Regions from separate parts of the Anser cygnoides genome. Here region 1 is linked to region 2. Evidence: chromatin contacts called from public Hi-C data. All regions are on one chromosome and are shown on one strand. The core of a region is the stretch at or near the end of the contact, and the rest is flanking DNA. Distances in the headings are between cores, read along the strand shown.

Region 1 (7,150 bases), core at 4,616-7,115, 240 kb before region 2:
ACCTGTGGGCAGTCTGCATGGTGGGGAAAACTCCTTCTCCAGAAGGTGTATAATGTTGTGGAAGTGGTTCCTTTTAGAAAGCTTAATGAATCGCAGATTCTGCAGTGGTCCTGAAGACTGGTTTCCTAAAATTATATTTTCCTCACTTTGCCCACCCACTCTTTCTGAAGAAAACCAAATCTATTTATTTATCTATATATATATTTATTTATTTATTTTAATTTTGTTGAGAAGCTGCCCACAGACATAGGAAATTAAAGCCATTTGTGGGACTTGTCCTTTCTAGGGATGGGCTCAGTCAAAGAGGTGCAGTACTTCTACATGGCTCGTTTGATGAAGTTGTTGCACTCTTCTCCATTGGTCTGGCTGGGCTGGGGCACTCTGAGTATCTGAAGAACCAAGCTCAGTCACCTCTGTAGCCTTTGCTGTAGTCGCTCTTCACAGTTTGGAAATACTTGTACACATTTAAGGTAGAGTCAAGAACAGAAAAAAGCACAACTGAGCTGCAGTTGAGAGGCGGTTGGAAAAAGGGCTGTGTCCAGGGAAAGGTCTCTGATAAGGACATTTGTGACACAACAGAGCCAGAGATAGAGACCATGCAGGGTCCTGAACTGATGCAGGCTATGCAATCCTTCTTCAGTACAGTGACTCAGACTAGTGCTACACACATAAACCACCAGGAAAGTATATGAAAGAGTTCTATCATACTTCCAGCTTTACATTAAACTTGTCCTTTTGGCTGGGAAGAATAAGGGAAGCTGCAGTGCACAGTGTCTCTGACTACAAGTGAATTGACAGATAGTTGGGTAGATAACGGCGTCCATTGGAGAAAACGGGATATGAGGAACCAAGTGGGTGCAGGGAATTTTTTGAAGTGAAATGTTTCTCCTCGACTCCCTTCATGCTTCCCTCCTTTCTCCACGGTCAGTTCTACTAACGACTTTTTCAACAGAAAATCTAGAGTTCAAAAAACTTACATTTTCCAACAGTAGAATGCTGAATACATGCCACAGTGGCCCTGCTCATCCTGCTGCTTGACCTAAAAGCCTCTTTATACTTGTCAAAGTTGGATCAATATGAACTTTTGGATTTAGGCTCAGTTTTTCTCTTTATTTTCTAAAAGGGAAACAGATCATTGTTCAGAGGGCAGTAGCTAAGTCATTATCCCTGGCATTTTAAGTTCAGTCCAACAGCCATGGAAAACATTGACTGATCTAGCCCTATGCCGACAGAAAATAATATGAGGAGAGGCATTTTCAAATACAGAATGTGATGTCTCATGTAAAACTGTGATTTTTCTGGCATGGAAAATATTTAAAAGGGACAGGTAAGCCATGTCATTTTAAAGTAAGATTAATCAGAACCATTTGCTCCTACGCACTGAGCCATGATTTACCTCCAGAAACACCATGTGGCTGCAGTCTGCTCCTTGAGTTCATTCTGCAATTGGATCCTGACAAGCCCCCGTGTACCTGCAGTACAACACTAGATGTGGCAGCACATGGGTAAACATCCCGTGAGAAAACGGAGCATGGGGCTGAAGGAAATGTCCTGGGTTTCTGTTGCTGAGGGAACCAGAGTGCTGTTTAATCTTCTGTTTCCTAAATGGAGAAGTGTTCAGCTGTGACCCAATACTATTGTCATCTGGAAGATTTGAGACTGTTTACTAAGTCTAGTGTCTCAACCAGAATTGGAAAGGATGGGATCCAATTATCACAGCTGATGCCAACTGGATCCTCTGGTGCTTGAGCATGGCAGCGGACCTGCAGATCCTAGATCAAAGATGTCAGACGGGCATGTAGCTCTTCTCCGCACTCCCTGCGTGGTATCTGTGGTTTGACCTCTGGGAAAGGCTAAGGTGTGCTGTGTCCCTTCGTGTATGTGGTCTGTGTGAACACACAGCAATATTGTGAATGCCAGACGGGCCTACCCTGTGTTGGTAGTACCACTGCTTTTCTTTCAATCACTGCAACAAGTATTCTGCATGATTTAACTTTACAGTGCAATAAACTGTATGTGATGTTTGAAAAAATTATGGTTTGAGGGAGAGGCTTAGACCTGCTAAAGCAGCAGTTGTTTGTGTTACCACTAGTTATGTCTGCAGCTGCCTAGGCACTCAGCAGCCACTCAAAACCTAACAGGGACTGCAGAGATCGGAAGCTGCAGGGAAAGCTCTGAGGCTGTCCTGGGCGGTGGTGTCAGACCAGGCATGCACGCGCTCACGCACACATGCTGGCCGGCATGCTAGTGTTTCCCAAAGGGCTGGGCAAAAAATAACTTGAAAAAGGAAATGGTGCTGTTGAAAATACTTTCAGAACGCAAAATAAGCTCTTGTCCAAGAAAAGGTATTGCTCTGGGAGGAAGCCAGAAACCAAGTACACCCATGACCTGCAATGACCACAGCTTCTCTCTTCTGACCTGGCTTGCTTCTAGCCTCCTCAGGGAGTGCAGTACTGAGTGGAGGGAATGCCAGCAGCTTCTGCTCTTATTTATCTCCGCGGTGAAAAGATCAGAATGTCAGGGTGCTGTGCCTGAACAGTGCCTTTCCTTGGTGAATAGAGAACCCAGCAAAGAGATCCCACCCTATACCTACAGGCAGGGGAGGAGGGGGAATGCTGCGGAAAAATGTGCTGGTTGAACAAGAGCAAAACACCTAAGTTTAATCTCTTCTCCAAGTACGAATTCATTATATTTATTCAAGGCTATGGTTATTCTAGTAAGGAAGAGACATTTTTATGGGGTTATATCAAAGTAATTTTCTTATGTCAAAGTAAGTTTCATAGAAAAGTGGAGCATTACAGGATTAATTCAGGAATTTTTCAAAGGAGTAGACCGTTCTGTAAATATTAACTAAGCACCTTCAATCTGCTCATACTACTAGAATCAAACCAATGATGTGTCCTAGCACAAAGCCAAATGCCTTAATCTTCATATTCAGTGGAATTCTCTCTCTTGATCTAACAAGTCTTAGAAAAAATCTTTGCTCCTTTCAATTAAGGATGAGCAACAAGCAGAACAAAACGACAGAAAAGGCAAAATAAAAAACACCCCAATGAAAACAAGCTATCAGTTTTGGTGCAGAACTCTATGCCAAACTTTAATCTAGAGCTGTCCGTAAACTTTTCAGAAAAAATATTGTAGCAACCAAGTTATCTTGTAGGTGTACCAAATTTAGGGAAATTTTTGTTGGATGAAAGTTTTAACTTTCTGAGTATCATTTCAAGTGAAAACGTGGTGCTCATGTATGTGTAGAATCTAAACATCTGGATCATTGGGTATTTGTGCTTGGTCTTAGTTCAATGGCAGCGGGATCTGAACTTCCCGTGTACCAACTGAGTGCTTGCATGAAAATGCTGTGTTTTCTCTCTCAGGTTGTATACTGGATCAAGTTTGCCTTCATCTCCCTTCAAAGTATTTGGCTAAACTGCTGTTCAAACCTCTTCTAATAAGGATTTCACAGTTTCCTTTGCCATCTTTTTGAGAGCTTTTCTACCATTACAGTTACTCCTCTCAGATGTTTCCTCGAAATCTTTCTGTTACAGTTTTTTTATTTCTTCTCTTCTACGTATGGTGGTTATGCAAAACAAGTGGCAGTCTGTTTTTTATATAACAATTTTTTATTGAAACTTATTACCTTTTTTATTGAAACTTATTACTTTTTTTTTTGTTTTTATTGAAACTTTTTACCTTTACCTTCTATTACATGGATCCAGAAGGATGCTCTGTATCCTTATTATCATACATCATCTTTCACTACCCATATGATCAGTGATCAGTGATCTCCAGTGATCACTCCTTTTAGGCCAGTGAATTTCTGCTCAAATTAAACCAGGGGAAAAAAAAATCTGTTTCCCTCCTACACTGCTTCAGTATCAGAATTGCTTGAGAGAATAAGTTCCTCTGGGCATTCTGTAAAAGCTTCGTCCATCCAGCTCTTGAAGAGCAATGTTTTTCCGAAGTACTAATATAAAGGAGCTTAAAGCCCAATCATAATGAGTCTTACTGCTACAGCTATATTAGCATTCCATGCATAGAGAGTCAGAAATCAAATTCTGTGGGCAACACTTGTCTCAGACACTTGAATTGCTTGCAGACCCTCTATCTGAGGTCATAAGCACTGTTTTTTGACAGCAGGGGTCTCCCAAGTATGACGCTGTGTATTCTGTTTGTCTGAGCCTCTCCTCTACTGCTCTTGCAGGTGGCTTTCATTGGAGGACAGCCAGTTTGCATGAAGATTATTAATGTTTCACTGTTAGTGGTGCCTGCTAGTGGAATTAGCTGAAGTGCGTGTTCAAATGTGTGATATGAGGGACTCAGCTCCCTGTCCTGTGTCTCTGGCTCTCCATTTGTTTTACAATATCATTGTCAGGATGGTTGAAAAGACAAATGGAATCCACATAGACAGCTGGAGAGCAACTGGAAATAGAACATTGTTGGTCCTATCTACAAAATAATTCCACCATAAAATACCAGAGAGTTCTAACCAGTCCTTTCCGTCCTCCTTTCTCCCCTCATTCCAAGCCTCTGATTTTCCTGATTAAATGCTGGATAGCAGATTTTCTTAAGACAAGGAGAAGCAATTCTCAGCTGACCCTTGTGGAAGACCCTGCAGCTGCCTGCTTGACCTTGTTAGAGTGGTGTTTCTGACCCTGGTGCCCTGTCTTCCAAGGGGTTTTGATTTGACTCAGCAGTGCACCATCTCTGGGAGAGGTGAAGGTGGCTTTTCAGAAAACTTGGGACTGGACTTGCTTATCTCAGCTATGTCTGGCCTTTGAAAATCCACACAGGAAGCAGCAGCAGGACTGGGCTGTACCTAGTGGCCAGAGGAGGACTGATGTAGTTAGAAAGAGTGGTGGAGATAGTTCTCATGAGCAATAAATAGTTGTTTTGATAGACACCTTTAAAAATTAATCACAGCTTGAGCAGTTTTTCCCCCAAAACAGCACAGGTGGGTCAGGCAGAATGTTTTGTTGTCTATGTGCTAGGGAGTGAACCACTTTTCAGAGCCCTGACAAACAGCACACACCCAATTTTATTGGAACTAATTAGCTGTCGATGGAAGAGTGTCTTCAAAATGATGTATTCCTTTCACTGAGCCCAAAGAGCTGGCCTTGTTTCACATCTGTGTCTGATTACGTCTCTTGAACTTTAAGACAGCTGTCTTACAGGTTCATTTTCTGTAGGAACTCAGGAAATTACTCAGGAAAGCCACTGACACTACTACCACTTACTGCCAGATCTCTCTCACTCCTCATGTGAAGAAGCCTATTACGGGGAACTGCTGGCATGCAGCACGTTCAATGGCAGCTCAGCAATTAGTGTGGAATTTATAAAGACTGATTGCAATAGTTCCTAAATGTTACCACTTGATGTGTATTCTAATGGCCTACAAAGCAATCCCCAGAGACTGTGGCCCTTCCCTCCCACCAACAAATAGTAAGGGATTCTACAAATTGTATTGAGGTCACAGTGGAATTGATTAGGTGTAAGGAGTATAATATATGAAGGAGAATGTAATGTGATACTTATATGCAAGTCATTACTATAGTGAGGGACTTGATTATTGTAACATTGCCTCAAAATGATGGCGTTGTTTCCTGCTGCATGGAGCAGCCTTCAAAGAGCTGCAAAAAAATGACTGTTTCACTTTTTATTCCATTTTAATCTGGAAAAAGATAAGTGACTTGGAACAACTGAAACTCATTCCTCTTCTGGTTATTTTCCTGATAAAAATGAATTGAAGGACAAAAGGTGTTTTCTTAAGTGCCTTGCCAACAACTATACACTAATTACTTCCAAAGGGCATGCAGGCCACCAGTGTCGACTTGAATGAGAATTTAGGGCTTTTGATGATGTTGGTTGATTTTTCCCTTGAATTCTCAGCATACTGCTTTGGGCTATTATCTCATCTGATCTCAATGCTAAGCAAGAGTCAATCCCGCCAAAACTTGGATGGGAAGCAGCCAAGAGCAGGTGTTTCAGGAAATGGTGTTGGTTTATTAAGATATTTTATGTATTAAATCAATGTCCCAGAAAACTGCTGCAGTCACTGTGCTACTGAAGTTGCTTTGGTAGACCTATAAACACCTAAGTCCTGTTTTTCTGGTGAAAGAAAACCACACTTTTTAAAGCATAGCCTGATTTGCTTGAATATCCATGCCAAATAAGTTTTGATAAAATTTCTCACGAGTTTGCTTGTTGATTTCTGCCCTCTGTAGCTAGTATAATGCTCTGTGATTCAGGAGACTGATGATATACCGAAGGATTAAAAAAACAGGTCAGCTCAATTTGCTCACAAACTGACCAGAAGCTGAAATGTGTTTATAAGAAACATTAACCAAATGGATCAGACACATAAATTTGTAAGAATCAAGGGATGGTGGGAATCCTAAGAGCCACCATTGAGCCTGTGCTGGCCTGGAGCTGGCCACACACAGGGGCTGGGTCCATTATGTAAAGAGTAGCTGTGTGTGTGTGTGCTGGCATCTAAGCAGCAAGCCTTCTGAGTACTGCCAAGTTATCTAGAAGTAGAAAGGTATCTTCCGTATACAGAATACCAGGAAGACAACATAATTTTTTTTTTTTTGTCTTCTTGTTGTCCTTTCATTGTGTGAAAACCCAGAGTTAAGTAAAAGGAAATTACAAGAATAAAAAAAAAAAAAGAGAGAGAGAGAGAGAGAGAGAGAGAAAGGTCTCATGATAAAATATTTCTCTAGAATTAAGATCCTCACAAGTAAGTTCCTGAAATCACCAAAGGTACAAGGAAGGGTGGAGAATCTCCTTTGCAGGAAGAGATAAGAAAAAGTATATAAAAAAGTACATTCTAGCATAAAATGAGCAATCATTTAAATACCACCAATTTACTATAGAGTCACACAGATACTATGTATTCCAGTTAAACAAAAAAATCATTCAGGGTTTTCATTTCTTAAATTTCCTTCGTCAGATCCATTGCATTGGAGTTCCCTTCTCTTAAACTATTAGTGCAAAAAACAAAACAAAACAAAACAAAACAAAAACAAGTACCTTTTGACATTGTTCTCAAAACAGATCAAGAATTTTTGATATCTAGTGGAGAATGGTATACTGATAGATATTTCAAAATTTATTGAAGGAGGATCTGGGGGAGTGCAGGTAGGTGAAACTTCTC
Region 2 (6,716 bases), core at 80-2,579:
AGGCTGGGCACAAACAGACGAACCACTTGAAACAACGCAAGCATCATTTTACTCCTGTTCATCCAAAGCTACATCTGGTGGTATCAGGAGAGGGCTGACAACTTTTTAAGACTAGAACAGCTCCAGCTCCCTGGGGGATAAGACCATGATAGGTAAAACCAGCTTTACCAGAACGGCTGAGAAGAACTTGGAGCTCACCTGCCCTCCAGGACAAGACAGCCCCGCAACCCTCATCTGGATCAGGGTTGAGAGCACTACTTGACGTGCAAAGAAACAGGCAAAAAGCTGTTAGCACCGCAGTCCTGTGGTGTCAGTCCCCTTACACCAGTTTTTCCCCGACAGCTCTAAGCCGTTCCTCGCCCGAGCAGCCGGGCCCCCCACGCTCGCCCTGCCGTGAAGACACCGCAGCGGTGCGCCCCGGCCACACGGCCTGCCTCCGCCTTCGGCACCGAGCTATTGGGATCATCGGGAGCAATTAACTCGCTCCGGCTAAACAAAGGGGCACCGGGAGGGGACCCTTCCCCGCCCCGGGGGGGGGAACACCCAAGTTTCGGTCCCCAGAACGGACCAACGCGACAGGAGCGGCGGCTGCTGGGGATGCTCAGTGCCGATACGGGGTGCTTCCGAGGGGGGGGACAAAACGTGGCACACCTGTGCCAGCGGAGGACCGGGGCTCCCGGCGCCCAGAGACCCCCGGAGGCTGCGGGCAGGGGTCCCGCGGCTCCCCGACCCCTGGTCCGGGGACCCTGCGGGGACAGGCGGCCGCGGTGGCAGCGCCCCGTGGCGCTCGTCGGCGGGCAGCCCGTATTGCCCCGGGGCAGTTCGGGGTCCCCTTTTTGCTCCCCGTTCTCGGAGCCCCCCGAAACCTCGCCGCGGGGCTGCGGGAGCGAGCGGGGGATGCCCGCCGAGCGCCCGCTGCTGCTCAGCGCTGCCCCGATCGAGGGAACGGGGACAGAAGAGGCACGGGACCGGCCGCCTGGTTCTCATTTCTTGCAACTTTTTTTTCTCTCTTTAGTGGAAATCAAGGCGCACAATTTTGCAGCCCAAACGCCTCCCTGCGGAGCGAGCGCTGTCGGAGGCTCCCAGCTCCAGCAACCCCCCGCATCCCCTCGTCCTCCTGCCGGGGCTTTCCGGCGGGCAGGATGGGTCCCGGCGGCATCCCACTTACCCTCCGAGAGGGAGACGAGGGCCAGGGCGAAGGCGAGCAGGGCGAGGGCGCGGAGCTCCATGCTGGGCGCTGTGCTGCTCGTCCCGGCGGCGGCCGCGCTCTGAGCGAGTCCCCTCCTCCCCTGCCTCTATAGAGGGGCCGGGGGAGGGGAGCAGGGGGAGTAGCCAGCCTATGATTTATTGCCCGTGGCATGTTATTACATCCTTCCTCTGTTAAAAAATGCTTGGAAAGGGACCAAAAAAAGAGCGAGGGCTTTCTCGCTCCGCCAGCACCGCGGTCTCCCCCCTCCCCGGGCAGCAAAGAGCCTTCCCCGCTCCCCCCCCCCACCCCATCCCGGCCGACGGGGCTGGGATCTCGGGCACTGCAGGCAGCCCGGGCCGGGGCAGGGAGCTGCTGCTCCAAGCCCCCAGCCTCGGCCGGCTCCGGGCGTCCCGACCCCGCAGGTCCCGGCCCCGAGCCGCCAGGCTCCCCCCGGGGACGCATCCTGCCACGGCTCGGCCTCCGCACCCGGAGGAGAAAAATCCCCCTTCGCTCCCGTGGGCGAGAATCTAGGCTTACACCGGCGCCCTGGACACCAAATCCAGCGCCTCATACGAAGCATCCTCGCAGAAGTTTTTCCTCGGGGATTTTTCTTTTTTTATTTTCTTGTTCTTTTTTATTTTTTGATTTTTTTTTTGGGGGGGGGGGAGGTGGGGGGGGGGGATGGCAAAGAGAAGGAAGCTTTCAGTTTTGCTTCTGCATGCTTAGCCCTAAACACCACCTTTTCACCGTATTAGCCGGACCCGGTTCTCCATCTGCTGCCCCATTTCGCCCCCTTTGTGTTGCAGATGCTGCTGGGCTCCCTGGCACCTCGGCTGAAAACCCCCAGAGCATCGAGAGCCCCGAGGTCCCAGGGGTGCGCTTCCCCTGAGCTATCGCAGCATTGTCAAGTGTAATTGACCTAAGCACGTCCTCGCTGCCTGCAGTCCGAGACCACGGGGCCCTGTTTGTTGGCGTTCAATACTTCAAATAAACATCGAGGCTTTGGTTGAACTGGGACCCCTCGGCTGCATTTAAAACAGGCGCCCTCAGAGGGCTGGGATGGGGAGGGGACCACCGGGTAAAGCTAATCCTGGCCGGGAGGTGTTCAAAGGACAGGTCCACGAAGTCACCAAAGCCAGCAGCACAGCCAGATTTTACCCCGGGTAGCTTCAAGCTCTCTCTGCCACAGCACAGGACGTTGGAGGCATTGGCCCGAGGGAAATGCCTGCACTGCCACTGGGCCATGAGCTGGTTCCCTCCCCGGGACACAAGCTGCAAAAGGCGATTCTCACTCACATCCAGCTCCCCTAAACCTAGTTATTCGTATTTCCTTGGCTCTGTTTGCCAAGGAGCCCTGAATTTGCTCAGGCTGATCCTTGCTCTCCCCCTCTCCCTGGGCAAGCTAGCACGGTAGCGTAGGAACCCGATGCATTGAAAGGGCCAATAATCACCACTGGTGCTCGCTGCGGGTGCCCTGACAGTTGTGACATTCTGCAGGGACGGGAGAAGTGCAGGCTTAATCCAAGCACAAACACTGCCAGGAGCTCTGCTGTCCCGCCAGCGCTCCTCCTGGCACACGGGGACATCCACGCTGCCATAAAAGAGTGTCTGCTGCTGCTACCAGCACAGGGAAAACAGACAGCCCCAGGATCTCATCAAAGGGGCTGGATGGATGCAGAGTGAGCTCAGAGTTAAACCTGAGTAGTGGTCTCCCTCTCCCCTGCGCCCCCAAACATGCACACGTACTGCAGGGGAAATTGCTGGGACCCTAGGAGGTGCCTGGGCAGCCCTTCAGAGCCGACTGGAAGAGCTGCAGCACGCAGATACGGGGGTCCCCTACAGCTCCACACATGGTCAGCTTCAAGCAGCTCCTCCGCCACCTCACCAGAGCCGTCCCCAGTGTGCTGCCCAGCTGTGGCACACCAAGCGCCCGAGGACAACGGAGACCCCGGGACCCCGTGGACCCTTCTGCTGGGGGTTTGGTTTCCGCCCTCCCCACTTGTTCACCCACCCGTACGCGGGTATGTTCTGTACTGCACAGCAATCAGAAACCAAACCGAGCCTCAGGATTGTTTTAACAGGGTGATTTTACCTGTCCAGTCCTCACGCAGAACTTCCCCGGGTGGTTTTGTTTCGGGTCAGAGCAATCCCACCCGTGCAAAGACCCCCCGAAGGGGCTGCGGGGCAAGCTGGGGCGGCTGACCCGCACCCAGCACTGCCTTCATCGCTTCGCTGATGCAGTCCTGCTGCTGGGATAAAGAAAAAAGTCTTCATAAAAGAACTGAGCTCACCCAAACACCGAGCGATTTGTGCAAGCTGCGATACTTTTTCCACCGAGAACAAATTGTTACCTATAGCACAACGATTCTGTGTTTAAGATTTAAGCAGCAGGAAAACAATAAACACAAAGCAAAACAAAGCAAAAAGTGAAAAAAAAAACTCAATAAGGGTCTTGTCATTTGCCCCCCAATCTAAAATTATGATCTCAGGGAAATCTAAACAAATTATACACTGAAAAGAAAGCTGAGTGACTTTGTAAGTGTTAAATCCCATGAAAAAGTTCGTTTTAACTTCATGTTAACTCCCACAGATTTAACTAGTGCTCTTCTGAATGCTCAGAACAAGCAGCCTGCAGCCCTCAGTGAGCCGAATCCCACCCCATTCCCAAACCAACAGCAGCCAGAACTTCCTGGCGGCCACTAACTTTAATCTCTTATCTGAACACTAACAAAGAAAGGATGAATTCAGAAATCTTAAAAATAGACCTGCTGGTGATTTCAACACAGCTTAAGAGCCTTTTCTAATAATACCATATTATAAATTTTTAGCCTATTTGCATCAAATTACATTTCTTCTTAAACAGGAAGATGATAATATTTCTGCTGCTCAGAATTTTAGACTGGCATAACTCAGCACTGAAATCATTACTGTCTGAGCTTGCTTTAAATCCCCACAGATTATATCTACAGTAAGCCATTTCTAGCCAGTACAACACCACTCAGTATTATTAAGATTTTTTTTTTTTTTTTGTGAGTTAAGGATTAAGCTAAGTGTCCTTGGGTTGGGAAAATAGTATCCCTGATTTCATCTTGTTCTCACTAATACTATTTGACTGTGATCTCCCATAATATTTCCTGGGCTTATTATCTGTAACTAAACATATCATTTTTTGGATGGCCATAGTTTTCATGAAGAATCTGTTTAAATGGAGTTAAGATCCACAGTGCATCTCAGCAATTGAGGGTAAAATACATTACAAATCAAGCATGTTAATCCTAGGAAATTCAGTGATCTAGAGTTAAGGTAATTTACATTTAGAAATCTATATGTATTAGGCTGTGGGACTGCGCAATTAAGATACCAAATCAACCTTATCTCTGCTTTGCTGTAACATCATGCAAGAGCCCCGACGATAACAACTAGCACAGATTAGTATCTTTGTCTCTAGATGCAGATTCTTTTCAAGGCATGATTTTTTAAAGAATGCTTAAACTGCTTATTTCCACATGCTACAACGCTGTGATGGAAAAGAAATGAAAGAAGCTAAAATGTTAACATCGAATTTGTTTAACTATTGCATGGCATCCTTAGAGCGCAGAGCTAAGAGTGTTTGGAGATCTTCAGTGTTCTGATATTTCTGTGTGTTTATATTCTTTTGTAACTCAATCTAACACTTGCATTATCATACTTTCAAGCAATAATAGTAATAAAAGCATCCACACAAAGCTCTTCTTTCTTCAATTACTCACTACATATTTTTATATTTACCTCCATCTTATTGCTTACTGTCATTCTTGTGTTGCTTAAGGGTTTTTTTTTCTTTTTTTTTTTAAATAAAAAAAGCCTTATTTTTGCAACTTTCCTAAAATGGTGATATTTTTTGCCTGCACTAGTAATCAGGTGAAAGCTTGAAGGCTTTCCAGTGTTGCTGAGCACCCAAGCAGCAGCCAGAAGAGGACAACTCTGGAGTGGCTTGAAGATCTTCCCTGACTCCTGTCTTTGACCTTCTTGTTTGAAGTGCTTAAAATAAAGATCATCTTCCCTCCCTATTGTTCTGTCAAGGTTCCAACCTCCTCTTTTACAAATGCGAACAGAGCTTTTAGTATTAAGTATTTGCAGCAAAGGAGCATGAACTACAAGAAGTGATTTGTTGGATCTGTCTGCCCTGCAGAAGGAAAAAAAAAAATCTCCCCAAATCACCAATTTTCAAACAGAATTGCAAGAGGTCCGCTCTCATTGCAGTAGAATAGCCTCAAATACTTGTGTATGCAGAGAGATCCATAATGCGTGTTGGCCCCAAAAGATTCCTTGGAGGGCAGAGGGAGAGATCAAATAGAGGTCAAGTGAGTAACTGTTTATAGATGGTTAACTAGAGTGACAGAGAACTGTGGTAGCTGCTTTTCTAACAGTTTAAAAGGTTTAAGCTTGCTTCCCTGGGAGCTTTGCATGTGATTCCAGTGCATGTGAAATTGGCCCTTAAGGGCAGAATTCATCCCTCCTCTCATCCCAGCAGAGCACATCCCAAGATGGTCTAACCTTTCATGAAGAAACTCAAAACGTGATAAATTTTGCTTGGTTTTAGGTTTTGTTACAAACATAGTTCTTGGCCTCACTGTGAGGAGTTTCCTGAAAGCTTGGGGTAAAGCAGAGCCAAGTTTGGCGTGCTCTGCCTCTCCCCGACGCTGTGGAGGGGATTTGGTTCCAAGAGCGCTTAAAACTGTGTGGCTTTGCTTGGGTTTCGCTTGGAATTTTCAGGTTCATTGAGCTTGCGGGCCACTTTGAGGAACCTAGACCTCAGCGATAGAGGTTCGCTGTTCCCAGCAAGAAGAGGCACCTGGGATGCCTGGCCAGGGCCAAGCTCAGTGCTGCCTTTATGCTCTCTCCACGGGAAACTGATGCAGAGAAGACCAGAGCATCACAACAGAACAGACTTGTGTCTGAAGGGAAAAGATCTAAGTCCAACTGCCAGGTCAAAACGGTCAGAGGTCCTATGGCACCCATCTCATTTCGTTTAGGCTTTCCCTTGACTGCACAAATACGAGTCATCTGTCTCTTGGGACTTTTTAAGCTTGTTTTTAATTTAAGATAGGCATGAACAAAAAGCCATAACCCAAATATCTATACACCATGGGGATTTTCAGGCTCTGAAACAAACTTTCCAGCTGCCTTCTCCCTCAGCAAAGTCTAGGGGCCTCATGGCTTTGTCTACATTAGCAACTTGTGTGGTGGAGTAAGAACAGACCTAGAGAGCAAAGCAGTCACTCCAGCCCATTTCAAGGGTTTATTTCAGTGTAGTTCTGGTCTGGTCCCAGACTGAAGGTCTGCTCAGTGACTGCAGGACGTGCCCTTCTGGAGCAACTTCTCCGATTTTGTTTCATCCCAACGCAAAGCAGTTCACACGTGCAGAGACAACTCTGCGATGCAAAGTAAACAGGGATATGGCTTAGGAAGTCCACTTCAAGGGCACATTCCGCATCCAATTTGAAGTCCTAACGTGAGTGCGACCCCAGGGCCAAGAAAGCCGAGG

What was found. Hi-C and Micro-C count contacts between places; a contact is called where the count stands out from the background.
Region 1: a Hi-C map of granulosa cells shows a contact between it and region 2, with 2.4 times the contacts expected there. The contact joins the enhancer-like site here to the promoter of CXCL12 in region 2. A contact is called at or near these places in 3 of 7 Hi-C or Micro-C datasets (granulosa cells and liver).

The regions. Positions count from the first base shown.
Region 1 is chr7:18,699,501-18,706,650 of Taihu_goose_T2T_genome, reverse strand. No RefSeq gene overlaps it. Among named protein-coding and RNA genes, the nearest start is that of ERCC6, 26 kb to the left of the region's middle. Within about 2 kb of position 5,865, at least 1 of the 3 cell types and tissues checked has open chromatin away from gene starts, as enhancers often do.
Region 2 is chr7:18,459,139-18,465,854 of Taihu_goose_T2T_genome, reverse strand. CXCL12 (C-X-C motif chemokine ligand 12) reads right to left here and starts at 1,329. Exons shown (of 4, transcript XM_048069279.2): 1 at 1,169-1,329. The coding sequence starts at 1,229.